Linked DNA regions of Gossypium raimondii: region 1 is linked to region 2. Evidence: chromatin contacts called from public Hi-C data. All regions are on one chromosome and are shown on one strand. Each heading gives the region's core, a stretch centred on a gene start, on an enhancer-like site or on the middle of the called end of the contact. The rest is flanking DNA. Distances are from core to core; before and after follow the strand shown.

Region 1 (7,531 bases), core at 2,141-4,640, 140 kb before region 2:
TAAAATTAATCAAATACTGAACAGGCTAGGCCAAGCATACCATTTGCAGATAAGCAACTCATGAATCTTAAGTTCACCTTACATAATTCTTTTAAACCAAACATAAACTAACAGGTCATAGAAACTTATCCTCCTCTTAAACCAAACACAAACTAAGACAGCCATAAAAACTTATCCTCCTCTTCACATGTAGCAAAACTAAAATAAGATTTACTGCAAAACAGCCTCGTCCATGAGAAAATATTCTCTTCCAGTCTAACTAGACTGGCGCAATTCAGGACGAACAAAATCTGCATCTGGGGGCACTGATATATCAACAGTAGGTCTTAGCTTTGCACAGACTTCGATAGCTTCATGAACAGGATCAGATAAGAAGTTGCTTATCAGGTCCTGGTTGATGGGAGCACCTGAATCCACTGCTACGAATGCTTGTTGAGTAAGGTTGTAATCAAAACGTGGAGCCCATTTTCTTGATCCCAATCGTGCGGTTGTGGAACAGTTATCAACCATGAAAGAAACTCCTCGAGCATGCATGAAGGGGTTCAAGGAATCAACAGCTTCAATCAAACTCTCATTGATGATTTCTGAGTACGAGTGGCCCTTCTTTCTCAAGACCTCGATCTGATTTTAAATGTTACGAATGATAAGAAGAGAAGGAAAACAAAGCAAAATTCTTCAAGTGATTTAATTTGCCACAAAGCCCAGTAGTACATTTAATTATTATTGTCCAAAATTTAAAATGAATTTGATTACCTGTGCCATCATTAGCGCCACAAAAACCCCAGAAGTGAAAGGGCACAGTGGACCTAAATCATCTTTCGCTCTAGTTGCTCGGACACGCTCACCAACTTTCCACATCCGTGTCTGATCAATTTTACCCATAGGGAAGGCAGGTAGACCCTCCTTTTCCTGTAAACAATTCTTAGTCAGCCATCAAGCAAGATTTTTCTTCGCTGAGAACCAACTTTAAGCAATGAATGATTCATGGAATAAGGATCTATAACAAGCAAACTGACAAAAACAGAGTGTCATAAACATACATAAAACCGACGCCCAGCCAAAACAACACTGCAAATCTCGCTTCCACTTGCAACATCTTCGTAACACTCATATAGGATTTCCATGCAAGGATAATATGAGGCACTGTAAGCGGCCTCAAATCGCTTTTTGCCTTCCTCGGACAATGAGTTGTATACAGCTAGCATACCCTATGGAAACAAACACAGAAATTGGCCACAACAGGGATCCGTAAGTAAGAATTCCAAAGGGAGGAGAGAGCATAGCAAGCAACATGGATCACCTTTGTTGAAATGGTCTTTGACACAATTCCTGTTATGCACTCAACAGTGTTTTTGTAAGCCAATTCTTCACTCATTCCATCCTCCACATACCTTCTAAACAAGCATTCAACAACCCCATGAACAGCACCTAGCAAGATGCCTGCAGAAAGAAGAAACAACAACACGCTTTAGGCATTAATTTTTTTTAAACAAAAGATGAAAAGCAAGCATGGTTGACAAAATAACACAAACAACTCAGCTCACCTCTCTCCCCAAAAATGTCACTTTTGTATTCCTGCTCTAATGTGGTGGCGAATGTAAAAGGAGAACCAAGGGCAACCGACCATCCCAAGGCCACATCTGTAGCTCTACCATCAACATCCTGCTCCAAATTAGACATTGTCATTTAAGCATGCTTTTTTGAAAAGGTTTAGTTTTGACATTCATTCAGACTAAGTTGAATATATGATCATGAGATAATCAACCTGATGGACAGCAAAACTAGCATTAATTCCAGCGCCATTTATCTCTTTTCCCTGAACATAAAGCCTCCTCACAGAAGGTCCCATTCCCTTCGGGCAGACAGCAATTACACTGATGTTCTTAGGAAAATCAAGCCCCAACGATTGTAAATGGCCAAGAAGAAATCCATGGGAAAGCCCAAGGATGCTATTTGGCTTCATGTGGGAGAAGACCTTTTCATAATTATCCGCCTAGATAACATAATTCAGAAAATAAAGCTTCATAAGAACAAACCAAAAAGTGCAGAGAGCTTATGAACCATAGTGCATTAAGTCTTAAGCATTACAAGCCATCACAAATCAGTCTAATAGACTTGGAAACATTTTTCATGTGAGTCATATATTGGTTGGCATCAGAAAGATGTCTGCTATGGGCATGCAGCTTATACAATCAGCCAATGCTAACCATAACCAATAGCCAATCTTTTAAAACGCAGAAATAGAAAACATGAGGAGCTTAGCAACCTGTGCAGAATCAGAGATCAACAATAACACGAGATCACTTCCAGCAACAGTTTCCCATATGTCCCCCAGAGTTCCGTTCTCTTCAGTAAATCCTGCAGCACGGGCTTCAGCAAAGGAGCGAGAGCCTTTCCTCAACCCAATCTGTAATCATCATCAAGTAACAGTACATTTAGTCAAATCAATGAATGCAAAATAGAATACAGTGAGTACGATTTTCTTTCTTCTTCGTAAACAAGGACAAGAGAATTCGAGCTTGCCTTCACAACAACATCAGATTTTGCCTCTGCAAGAGAATCCCTCAGATTCTGTGCTTGAGCTGGCCCCTAAAACCATATTTTAAACCACATTTTAGTTAAGGGAATGTAATATTCGGATATACGATTAATGAACATTTGCAAAATAAAAACTTGAAAGACTTTCGTGGTCAATGAAAACTGAAAAGCATGCTTTTGATCTTCATAATTATGAAATGGTGGGGAAAAAGGTTTCCCTTTTGCTTTTATTTACAGGGAAAAAGAAAAGGAGAAATGTTGTAAATTAATAACCTGAGAACCCCAACCAATAACACCAATCTGTTTGATTCCCTCAAAAGCATCATCCAATAAAGGGAATAAATGCTGTCCTCCTCTCACAATGTACTGCCAAATACCCAAATCAATCAATATATATGAAATTAATCAGCAAACGGAACTGAAAAGCAAATGCAAAAGAAGAAGAAGAAGAAGAAGGAGAAGAAGAAATGAAATGACTTAATTAGGGGGTCAGTTAACCTCTTCGTGACCAGCAAGAGAGATCTTTTCTTTCTGGAAAACGGAGGTATGGAAGTCAAGCGATGTCGTCTCAGAAACTGGCGAAGGGACTGTCCCCATCTTGGCGACGATGGCGTTGGTCTTTGTAGAGACATGATGAGCTATCAGTGATTTTGGAATCGGCGAATACCGTGAGGACGATGATGATGTAAAGCGTGGTTTGAGGACGGTTGATTTGGTCGATGAAGATATCGACGGTGTAGAAAGGAGTGCGGCTTTAAAGGAAGTGGTTGTAGTGGTGGCGGCCATTGCTGAAAGACGAAAGCTGGTGTGAGAGACGGTTTCGAACAGGACTTAGGTTTATGTGCTAAGCACCAACTTTGGCTTTTTTATAAGGGGGTGAAATGGTTGGTGAGGTTTTTGTTTTTTTCGAAGTGCATAATATGGGTTGGTGTTTTTTTTCTTTTTCATTTTAATTTAAATGGAAAATTGTTTCTGCACTATTTGTTACAAATATGACAAGTATTTTATATGATAAAAATATTAAATATAGAAAAATATTTGATACAATATTTTTAAACTTGATAAATAAATAAAAATGATAAATGTTTTATAAGGTATAACAAAATATTAAATAAATAAAATGAGACATATTACAATTTTTAATTTTATTTATGAATTAAAAAAGTACACAATCAAGGTGCTAAATGCTTTAAATATATAAATAAATCTGGCATTTTCACACCCTTAATTTATTTATGGAGACAAAAAAATCGTTAAGCGGTATATTAAATAATTATCTAATGTATATTAACTTATTTATTTGAAAAATAGTTTTTTAAGTTCACAAAAAACAATATAATTATAGTACAATTAGAAATACATGTGCGAACAATTATAGAATAGAACCAAGCTAATATAAAGTACAAATTTACAATGAACTAAGGCTCCGTTTGCTTGGCATGAAAATATTTTCCGGAAAAGCTTTTCAACCTTTTCCAGTGTTTCTTTGGCTGAAAATAATTTCCTAACATAAAATGAATTACAAAACACGGGAGATGAGGCCTTTAATTTAGGAAAATGTCTTACCGTTTTTATTTCGGTAAGCATTTTCAGGAAAAAAACAGGCAAGAACTCTCAACACCCCGATCTTCCCTTCCCCTTCCCCTTCCCCTATTCTTAACACCCCGATCTTCTGCTTGCCATCATCCAACAATGATTCTCAACACCAGACGCTGGCGTTCATCTTTGATTTTCCTCATCTTCGCCTTTCGTTGTCAAAATCTGCACTGCACCACCAGTTGGCATATATACTTGGAGTCGCCCTCCCCATCTGCATCCATCTTTTCCGTTTCACTGAAAATTAAACCCTAGAATTTTGATTTGAATCGCTCCGAGACAGCCAAGGTGATAACCTTAACTCGTTTTACTCTTCTTTTTTTTTTTGTTCTTTTTAACTTGGTTTAGATTTGGATTTTGACTTAAATTAGGCGTCGTTCACTTCAAAAGGCTCACTTAATCTGTTTTAATTCTTCTTTGATTCTTTTTGTTGTTTTAATTTGGTGTGAATTTGATTCGGAATTGAAGTTGTATTCCTTTTTTTTTCAGTGTTTGTGTGGTTGTTATTATAGATTATAGATTTGAGAAAACCTTTTTGTTGTGGTTAGTACTACCTGATACAAGATTTAATGAAGAAATTTCAGTTTAGGTCTTTTACTAATTGCAGTTAGCTTTGAAATTAGAAATGCTAGTTGCTTAAATTAATTTGGTGACTTATCAAATCAAAATTCACATATGACAGTTACACATGATGGCAACTTTTACTAATAATGCCAAGATATTATTAGCCTATATTAATTAATTATGATAATTATATATTAACTAATTATGGTGAATTTATATTATGAAAATTAATTAAAATAAATATAATAACTAATTATAGTGAATTTGCATTAGTTATGATAAATGTATTAACTATTTGTGATTATATTAACTGATTATGGTAAATATATATATTATGATAAATATGCAAATTAATTATTGTGCATCTTCTCAATGACTTGTATAAATTATGGAGTAAACTACTTAAATAGTCACTTTTGTTTCCCTCAGGTTACATTTTAGTCACTTATGTTTCAAATGTTACGTTTTAGTCACTTATGTTAACGTGTTGTAACATTTTAGGCACTGAGCCATTAATTGCCATTAACAATGTAACGGTAAGCTGATGTGGCACGTTAAATCATCATTTCAAACAAAAATTTTAGGTTAAATTATACAATTGGTCCCCATATTTTTTTTCGTTTTGAGCAATTTAATTTTTTTTCTTTTACGTTAAAAGAGATGGAGAAGAGAGGAAAATAGATGGAGAAGCATAAAAGAAAGGAAAATGAAGAAAAAAAAGGGAAAGTTGAAAGAACATAAAAGAAAAAAAACTGCTCAAAACGAAAAAAATATGGTGACCAATTGTATAATTTAACCTAAATTTTTTGTTTGAAATGATGATTTAACGTGTCACATCAGCTTATCGTTACACCGCTAATGAAAATTTACGGCTCAGTGACTAAAATGTTACAATATGTTAATGTAAGTGACTAAAACGTAACATTTCAAACATAAGTGACTAAAACGTAACCTAAGAGAAACAAAAGTGACTATTTTAATATTTTACCCTAATTTAATTATGGTAAATATTATGACTAATAGTGTGTCTCAATTAATATTTTAATATTATAATTGATGGGTGTCGATAAATGAAGGCTGCCACTAGAGATCAAAAGTTCTTTTTAAATTTCTAATTTTTTTATTATTTTAATAAGTGTTAGGATTTAATTTAAGTTTATTTTAAATATTAAATTTTTTCTTAATTTATATTATAATAATATAAACTATTAAAATTTAAATATTACAAAATATGATATTACTAAAACATTACAAATTTTATAATAAATAAGTATAATATATTAAAATTGATAAATATAATTTAACATGTACATTACACGAAATAAAAAAATTAGTATATAAACTAAATTAGAATATTGAAGTAAAGAAGGAAACAATTAACATTATATGGTAATTAAAGATCAATTAACATTATATGATAAAATGTTGCAACAAAATAGTTTATATCTATTTTCTAGGGTTTTTTGAAATTAATTTTTTTAGAGGGGAGTGATGAATAGAACGCTTCTTACGGTGGATTTCGCAGTGAGGGCTAATAACTCGGGTTCGACTAGTGGTATCGAAAGGGTGTGGTGGGTGTGGTGGTCAGAAATCGTTCAATGCTCTACGGGGTCGTGGGGGTCAGTTCAAATCTTCCGGGAATACTTGAGTACCCTTAGCAGAATTTATGGAGGCGGTTGTGAAACTTCTATCGATCCAAGTCTCTAATGAAGTAGCGGAGGTTGCTCTAGAAGTAACATATTTGATTGTGGAAGGGTTAATTGTCTCATGAGAGTAAAAATATGTTTTTTCCTTTTTCTTATTTATTTATTTATGAATTTAAGATTTTTCTTGGAATTGCTAGGGTTGTGCTAACATTAAATTCCCTCGATTTTTTCATGAATATAATATGGAATATAAGCCAGATATTATTGGTTTGCTTGAGCCAAGAGTGAGTGGTACCAAAGCAGACACTATTATCACTAGATTAGGTTTTCAGTAATCACACCGTGTGGAGGCGGTTGGATATTCTAGAGGTATTTGGCTAGGGTGGAAAGATTCAATCCGAGTTGAAATGGTTCATAATCACCTTCAGTTTATTCTCACTTGAGTTTGGCCTCTAGCGTCCTCAAAACCAATTTTAATTTCTTCCGTGTATGGGAGTCCTAATTGTTAGAAGTGTCAGGATCTTTGAAGGTATTTGTGTTCGTCAATTTCATAAAGTCATACTCCATGGGTTGTTATTGGTGATTATAACTCAGTCCTCTCCCCTATTGAGAAAAAAATGGCTTTTCTAACGGAAGGAGATGTCCCCATTTTGGTGATTTTGTATATATGGTGGAGCTTCACAATTTAGGCTTCGAAGGCCCTCTCTTTACGTGGCACAGGGATGGCCTTTTTGAGAGGTTAGATCGCGTGTTGGGTAAGGAAGCTTGGGTCCATAATTTTCTAACTTGTTCGATTACTCACCTTCCAAAGATCAAGTCTGATCATAGACCCCTTCGCCTCTCCCATTTCCCGGAGGTTACCTTGTCTAGAGGTCATCCCTTTCGGTTTATTACTTACCTTCCAAAGATCAAGTCTGATCATAGACCACTTCTCATCTCCCTTTTCTCGGAAGTTACCTTGTCTAGAGGTCGTCCCTTTCGATTTTTGGTTGGGTGGGCCGAACATCCTGATTTTCGAAATTTTGTGGGTGATAATTGGAAGTTTAGCAGAAGTATGTCCGATATTTTAGCTAAGCTTACTGATAATTTAAAGGAGTGGAATAATTTAGTTTATGGTCACATTACTACTGGTAAAAGATAGCTGATTAAGAAATTGACCGTCATTTAAAGGAAAATAGATATTTTTA
Region 2 (7,188 bases), core at 1,887-4,386:
AAATGCTGGTGGTGGTGGTGTTGATTCATCTAATCTCAAATCATTGGTTTCTAAAAGCTTGACTTTCTAAGTTTTCTTTTTAGTCATCAAAATTTTGTTTTGGGAACGCAATTCTTTGAAAATGGAATGTAATTATGACACTATTTCTTAAAGTTGGAGACTGTGTAGATAGAGTTTTCATTAAATCGAAATCATCAATGAAACAACTGATTAAAAGTTATTGAGGTATCTCTTTTTTAATATATGTACAAATAAGTTGAAAAAAATCATTTTTTATTTTCCGGAAACTTATCTTCATAATTTTTATCGCTAAAATTGTTGTTTAGCAGACACTAAAAAATCTGCACAAGATGAATAATCCGATCAACAAGAGGATAATTCCTAAAGAAAATAAATTATAAATAATCAGATCATTATAGAGGGGCTAAATCCTAAAGAAATACATATATAGCGACCTCTCACAAAATTTTACCTATTTCTGCTGTATTCTTTTTGGTACATTATTTCTGTTCTTCACGAGTTCGGGGTTTGGACTAACTGAACAAGGGTTTAATCAGAATCTTTCCTTCTTCGATTTTTTCGTAGCTTTCGACGCTTAAGAGAAGTCTGTAAGTCTGTTAAAAAAAGTAGAATTTTTATTCTTTTTTCTCTTTCATAGTTTAGTTTTCTTTTGAAGTTCATGTCAAGTTTTAGTTTATAATTTAGTAAGAAGTCTCAGAGGTTGTTTACATTGATCATCTAAACTTTGTTTTGCTTTTAATCATCTAATAATCTAACAGTTTACTGATAAAAGGTATTTTGCTTGTTGATCATCTGGGTTTTCCTTTTCTTTTAAATTTTCTGCTTCTGCATAATGATTATATGATTCTTTTATACATTTTTCTTATTTCAGATTATGAAATTCTTTTTCTTTGGCTTAAGTTTGTTATATATATATGTATATATATATATATTTCTATATATGTTCTCTGTTCTGGTTGTGAAGAAGACTTATTTCTCTTGGATTTGGACATGGACAGTCTCAGCTTGTTTATTGCTTGTCTCATTATATTCTGGGGTTAAATTTTGAAGTTGTGATGGTCAAATCTAGATTGATGCTTACAACTTTGAACAGTTGGGTTCACTCTTCCTCTTGAGTTCTTAAAATCTCTGAAGCAGTCCCTCTGTATTTGACTGTCTGTTAGACTTTTACCTACTTGAGATACTTAAACTGGGAATAAAATAGAATTCACTGCCTGTAAAATTTTCGAAGCTCTACGACCATTGGTTCCATTCAGTTCTAGATGTTGCAACTCGAAGCAAAAACTTCAATGCTTTTGACTGCTACACCACAACTTTGGGGACTTGTCTACATGTTCATTTTTTGCTTTTGTGATTTCAGCCTGTTTTTGCTGAAATTTTATTTGCTTTCGTGGACTTGAACTATGATCACAAGCATTGCTGGAAATATGATGTTGTAGCATGTTTCTGGGAAATTAAGTTTGGTCTAGTCGTTCCTTGTTTGTTCTTGGATGTCGAGTTTCACTAACGTAAGTCTTGAACCAGGGTATTCTGCAGTTAATGTAACACCCTAGTGGATTAAACCTGTTTCTGTGTCTGAAAAGTGAACTAAGTCATCCATGTTTCAATTCAATATGGATAGCAAATTTAAAGGCATAGTTTGGGTTGGTAACATTTATCAGAGGTTTGAAGCTTTGTGCTTGGAGATGGATGATATGGTCTGCCAGGTATTGTTTACCATTCATTCTTTTGCTCTTGTAAAGCTAGAATATGAACACTTTTACTGCTTCTATATGCGTAAATGAAGTTCGGTATTGGCACCTTTATTTTCTGTATCTTAATGAAATTTTCCAATGCTTCTAATATCTCATAATTTTGATGTTAGGAAACATTCCAATACGTTGAAGACCAGTTGCAGACTGTGGGAGCTAATGTTAGGCAATTCTGTACAGAACTAATGCAAGAAGTGCTCCCTTCATCTCCTACCAATTCGAAGGAAGAACTTAACTTGTCTCTATTGCAAAATGCTGCTGTCACAACCAATAAAGATTCAAACATAAATGTTAATAAAGATTGCATTCAGAAAGAACTGATCCATGTCAAATATATTAAAAATATACATTTAGGTTCATCTTCAGGGCAAAGCACAGAGAATGAGCGTGGCTTGGCTCAAGCATGGAAGAATGAAGCTCATGACACTGATTCTACTCTAGATGACGCCTTATTAGAATCATAGGGTAGGTATTCATTCTGTTGGTATGATATATCCATCTATCCTTTTTTTTTTTTTGTCTTTCTAAAATGGTCTCCGCATTAGATTAAAATAACCAGTTGCATTCGGTTGTGGAATCAAAGGATTAGTTAAAGTAATGAGATTAAATGATTTTGTTGCAGCTGTTCCGAAATTGGAACTAGAAACTGTTCCAGCTCCTGTTCCATCGCTTAATAAGGTGAAGCTTGAAGAAAGCTGGATTGTGGTGGACAGCAGTGAGCTTCATTCTCTTTCTAATGAATTACAAGAACGCCGATCATTCAAGGTAGGATACTCTCACCCTCCATCGTATATTTTGGTAAAAATTCAGGCGCCTCACGGATGTTTAGCTTGACATGAACAACCTCTTTCAGGAATGCTTAGTTGTTGTTTTGTGGGACAGGAGAAGTTTCAGGAGGCTTTTTCTTTGAAGTCAAGGTTATGGAAGCCTGATGATGAGCAGCATCGAAACAGTGTTGAGCAATCCAGTGAAAGCAACAAATCTGAGTGACAAGAAATGGGATTTTCCGAATCGGATTGGGAGATTATTTAAATAAAGTTAAAATGGATTTTAGAATAAGACGGGACATTTACATGGTTTGAAAAAATGGAGAGAACTAGGCAGTCTAGTAGGCATGATTTGATGGAGAGTTGTTGTCTAAATTGCAGTGTTTCCTTGTATTAATCATATAACGTTAGTATTAATTTCATCTTTTAATTACAAACAAAGCATTAATTAACGTGCAAAAACTCATTGGTTGTCTCCTGTTCTAATCGCGTATCCACCAAATTCCATGAACGGTCCGCAAAAGCTCGAAGGATTATATAATAAAAAATATATAATTTTTGTTCACAAAAAATAGGAAATAAAATAAAATATAAGTTTGATAGGAAATAAAATAAAGTATAAGTTTTATACTCCTTTTTGTTCACAAAAAATAGGAAATAAAATAAAATATAAAAGGTGAAAAGTTATTTACAGAAAAGGGAAAATATTGGAAATAGCGGGAATATGGCGGACACTTACAGTTTGATAGGAGGCTTTTACTCTAAACCCTCTCCCCCTCTGCCTCCTTTTTTTCTCAAAACCCCAAAATTACCCCTCCATTTTCCATCTAAATCCATGGCTGCCCACTTTCATTGCTCCTCTAACCCTCGACCTTCCCAGCCCTCCTTACTCGTTTTCTCAGGTACTCTTTTCTCCTCGCTTTGATTGATAAATATTTCAAATTTGATTAAAAAGTCCTAACGTGGATTCGTTTATGGTGGTTCTAGGTGGGACGGCATTTAATGGCGTTGTAGAAGAGCTTAAGAAGTTAACAGTTCGCGTTGCCCATGTTCTTCCTGTTTCTGATGATGGAGGAAGTACTGCCGAGATTGTTCGAGTTCTCGGTAAATATTTTACGCATTTCTAACGCGAAATCTTATATCATTAGTTTATCAATTATGAGAAGACAACTCTCAGTTGACATAGGAAACTTTAGTTGTTGAAGTTAAGTCTTGAAATAAACGAAAGAATTTTGCCTGCACTTGAATTGTTTAATCAGATGGCCTTTATTTTTATTAGATTGTGTCTTGGTTCTTATAATGATTTGGAAATTTCCTTTGATGTGAGATAAAATAATGTCGCTGAGTTGATAATATTTAGGTGGTCCTGCTGTTGGGGACATAAGGTCAAGATGTTTGAGATTGGCTGATGAAAGCACTTCCGAGGCTCTGGCTGTCCGAAGATTGCTTGGTCATCGTTTGCCTATAAATCCACAGCAAGCCAAGTCGGAATGGTAGTGTTTTCCCCTGATAATTTTACTGTAACACTTTCATTTCAGCACATTTGATTAAGTCATTTAGATGGTCTTTTCTCTCTTGTTCAGCTAGTTTTGGTTACTTGATTGCTGCAATTCTTTTTCGTTCATGCTATTTTCAACTCCATTTTGTTGATTTTTTTTTTCTACTCTTGTACACGGGCATCCATACATAAATAAATGCACTTATAAAGAGGCACTTGCATGCAAAGCTGCTTAAGAGTCACAGGATGATTCCAATAGAACATTACTTTTAAACTTCATTCTAAACCTACATATGGAAATTTCAGTACAAAATTGACAATTCTGTTTCTAGATTTATCTTATCCGGATTTCTTATTACTTACAAATATATAGGTTACTCAGTGTTAGAATTAACTGTCAATTATCCACTCTTAACTCCTATTGTTTTGGATGTTTGCTTTCTGAAATTTTCCATTTACTTTCTAGGTGGTAAATATGGTGGGAGTATTAAGTAACAGTGTGCTGAGTTGAGAATTTGACAGGTATAAAATTTTGGAAGGAGAACATTCACTATGGGAAGGTGTATCAAAACCATACAGGGAAACTATTCGAGCATTTCTGGCTTACTTTCAGAATGAGGTTGGGTTATGTTGTATATTGTCAATATCTGATTTCATACCATTTTTTCTATTCTTCCTTCTATCAAACAGAAATGCTTTTTTTGCTGTCTTTGCCAGATACAAGGGACATTTCTCTATCAAATAGTACTTAACTGATAATCACATTTTATGTGTCCTGTAATATGCTCCTAATCCAATTTTTATCACACAATGGTTGGAATGGAAATTAATATATGATATCCTTGAATACAGATTCTGAGAAGGCCTAATGAATCGTTCTGTTTCAGTAATGGAAGGTACTTTGTTTTGTTATACTTATGCTTTAGCAAGGTTTCTGTTTTCAGTTCATTGAAAGACTAGTTGCTCCTTCTGGAATTTCCATGCACTGTGAAGTATTCATGCACTGCGAAGCATTTGTTATTATTAAGTCTGATCATGGTAACTGGTATAGAATGTCATTTCTATGACTCTCGTCTTCATTTTAGGTTTTGAATTTGATTAACATTTAAGTACTACTTTATATTTGGTTCCGTATTTTCCTTTTGTTACACTAGAAGCTAGCTCATTCTTTATTTCTTTACTGTTATTTGTCTCTTCCTGGGCATGGTAATGTTGATTCGTTTCAAGAGTACTAGTTCTCATATATATATATATATATATATATATATATATGTAACTAGTATTTTGTAGACATTATTACAATCTCAGTGACAATTTTTTTTTTTTGGGGATTGCAGCATTGGGAATTTTTTCTTTGCAGGAGCACGTATATTTTTTCAGTCCTTAGATGCTGCAATTTTTTTGTTTTCACGTGTTTCAGATATTCCCGCAGAAAGTTTGGTCCTCCCAGTCATTTCGACCAATGACAGGCTCACTTTAGGATGTGAATTATGGGTACATATGACATATCTAGCAAATTATTTAAGTCCCACTGGACCCGTAGTTGGTAGTTCATTGACCAGATGTGATCTTATCTGATTTATTCTGGTATTATTGGCCAATTAGGTTTGATATGGGTCTCCATGACTGAATAACTTAAGAATGCATCCTTGATTGGGATGACATGTTAAAGAGTATTTGTCCATTTGAAGGATTAAAACCAATATATTTTTACTTGTCATATGCAGGATGGGACAATCATACGAGGCCAGAATGAAATTTCCCATCCAACCAACATCATTGGACCAGTAGATAAGGTTTGCCGAGTTTAGTTCATGATGAAAAGCCTGTGATGATGATAAAGTCATAATGGTGTGGATGAACTGTTGCATTCCAAATTTAACTTTCACAAATAAGACATGATAAGAAGACTGGCAATCAGTGCAATGCCTTGTTTCTTATATTCTCTTTGATTTTAAATCTCAAAGATGCTAGGGTTATAATGGTTGAAAAGTGAAAACCTGTTGACCTTGAGGCTAAAGCATGTTTTATCACTGTGTGTGCTTTGGACTTTGTGGGATGGAGTGGAGAGGGAGGACTAAGGGAAGTTTGGAGTTCTTAATGCTGTTCTGTATCTGGCATGAGAAGTGAAACCAGAAATATTGTCTGATCTGGATTTATGATTACATAATTCAGTTTTACTTGAGATGAACGTTAGTTGTTTCTGAATGAGGAAAATTTCTGCTAATGATGGTAAATTTTGACACTTGTTAGTTCATGCTTTGAAAGCGGTCATGCACCACCTTCAAACTGAAACCAATGTTCCATTAATAAACGGTTAATGTGTAAGTTTTCTACTGAGCTTTTGGTTAAGTTTCAGATTCATCAATTGCTAATTCTACATATAGGGAAGATCATCAGTTCCAGCTCTTCCTTCAAGAATAAAAAGGGTATTCTACATGTCAAGTGAGGGAACAAATTCACTGCATGAGGTAAATGATAGACCTTTTAGTTTATGCTTCTTTTTACATGGAATAAGATAAGGTCCCCCCCCCACCAATTCATGGCCTTCCCGTGTCCCTACTATAACTTTGCCAACTTTTACGTTGCATAGATTTTAATATCCACCGTTAAACTTGCAAATTTATTTTTCTCAAAACATGATTTCAAATTCTACTGGACCAGGTCTTTCCAACTGTAAACCAAGCTGTTCTGGATCAGTTGTCAAATGTGGACTGTATAGTTTATGCTATGGGGTCTCTCTTCACTTCCCTATGCCCATCATTGGTAACATTTTTCAATTATTTAATATCTAACAAGGACATCTACTTACCTTTTTAATATGCAATAGACTTTTATACATGCAAAGACATACACATCCAACTGTAACTTACATAAGTTCTTGAATGTACAAAAACAAAACATGTGATTCAAAGTTGCCACATGATTCAGCTGCTGCTAAAGATACTGATAAATTTGTTGGTGCCTTCTGTCTTTTATTAAACATTGTCACCGTTATTATGGAAACAATTAGTGAATGACGCTATTGTCATTAGGGGAAATTCAAGTGGGATTTGTTGCCCTTTAGCAACATTTTTATTACATTTTCATGTGGGAACATTAAATGGGCAGATGTCTCTTTTCCTGTCTAAATTTTATTGGCATGTCAAAT

The links. A called contact is a pair of places that touch in the nucleus more often than the background predicts.
Region 1: a contact with region 2 is called in a Hi-C map of leaf, with 2.0 times the contacts expected there. The contact joins the promoter of LOC105773185 here to the promoter of LOC105773782 in region 2. A contact is called at or near these places in 2 of 2 Hi-C or Micro-C datasets (both in leaf).

Annotation. Positions count from the first base shown.
Region 1 is chr6:43,310,396-43,317,926 of ASM2569854v1, reverse strand. LOC105773185 (ketol-acid reductoisomerase, chloroplastic) reads right to left here and starts at 3,390. Exons shown (of 10, transcript XM_012594887.2): 1 at 3,037-3,390; 2 at 2,812-2,904; 3 at 2,524-2,589; 4 at 2,267-2,407; 5 at 1,766-1,993; 6 at 1,545-1,662; 7 at 1,301-1,440; 8 at 1,041-1,208; 9 at 754-909; 10 at 15-621. The coding sequence starts at 3,324. The coding sequence ends at 256.
Region 2 is chr6:43,173,307-43,180,494 of ASM2569854v1, reverse strand. It overlaps LOC105773782, which reads left to right and starts at 3,136. Exons shown (of 12, transcript XM_052632310.1): 1 at 3,136-3,441; 2 at 3,527-3,643; 3 at 3,900-4,032; 4 at 4,560-4,656; 5 at 4,890-4,933; 6 at 5,375-5,531; 7 at 5,765-5,833; 8 at 6,425-6,508; 9 at 6,702-6,803. The coding sequence starts at 3,264. LOC105774422 (U-box domain-containing protein 7) reads left to right here. Exons shown (of 5, transcript XM_052632312.1): 2 at 1-1,727; 3 at 1,886-2,237; 4 at 2,395-2,537; 5 at 2,626-2,991. The coding sequence ends at 70.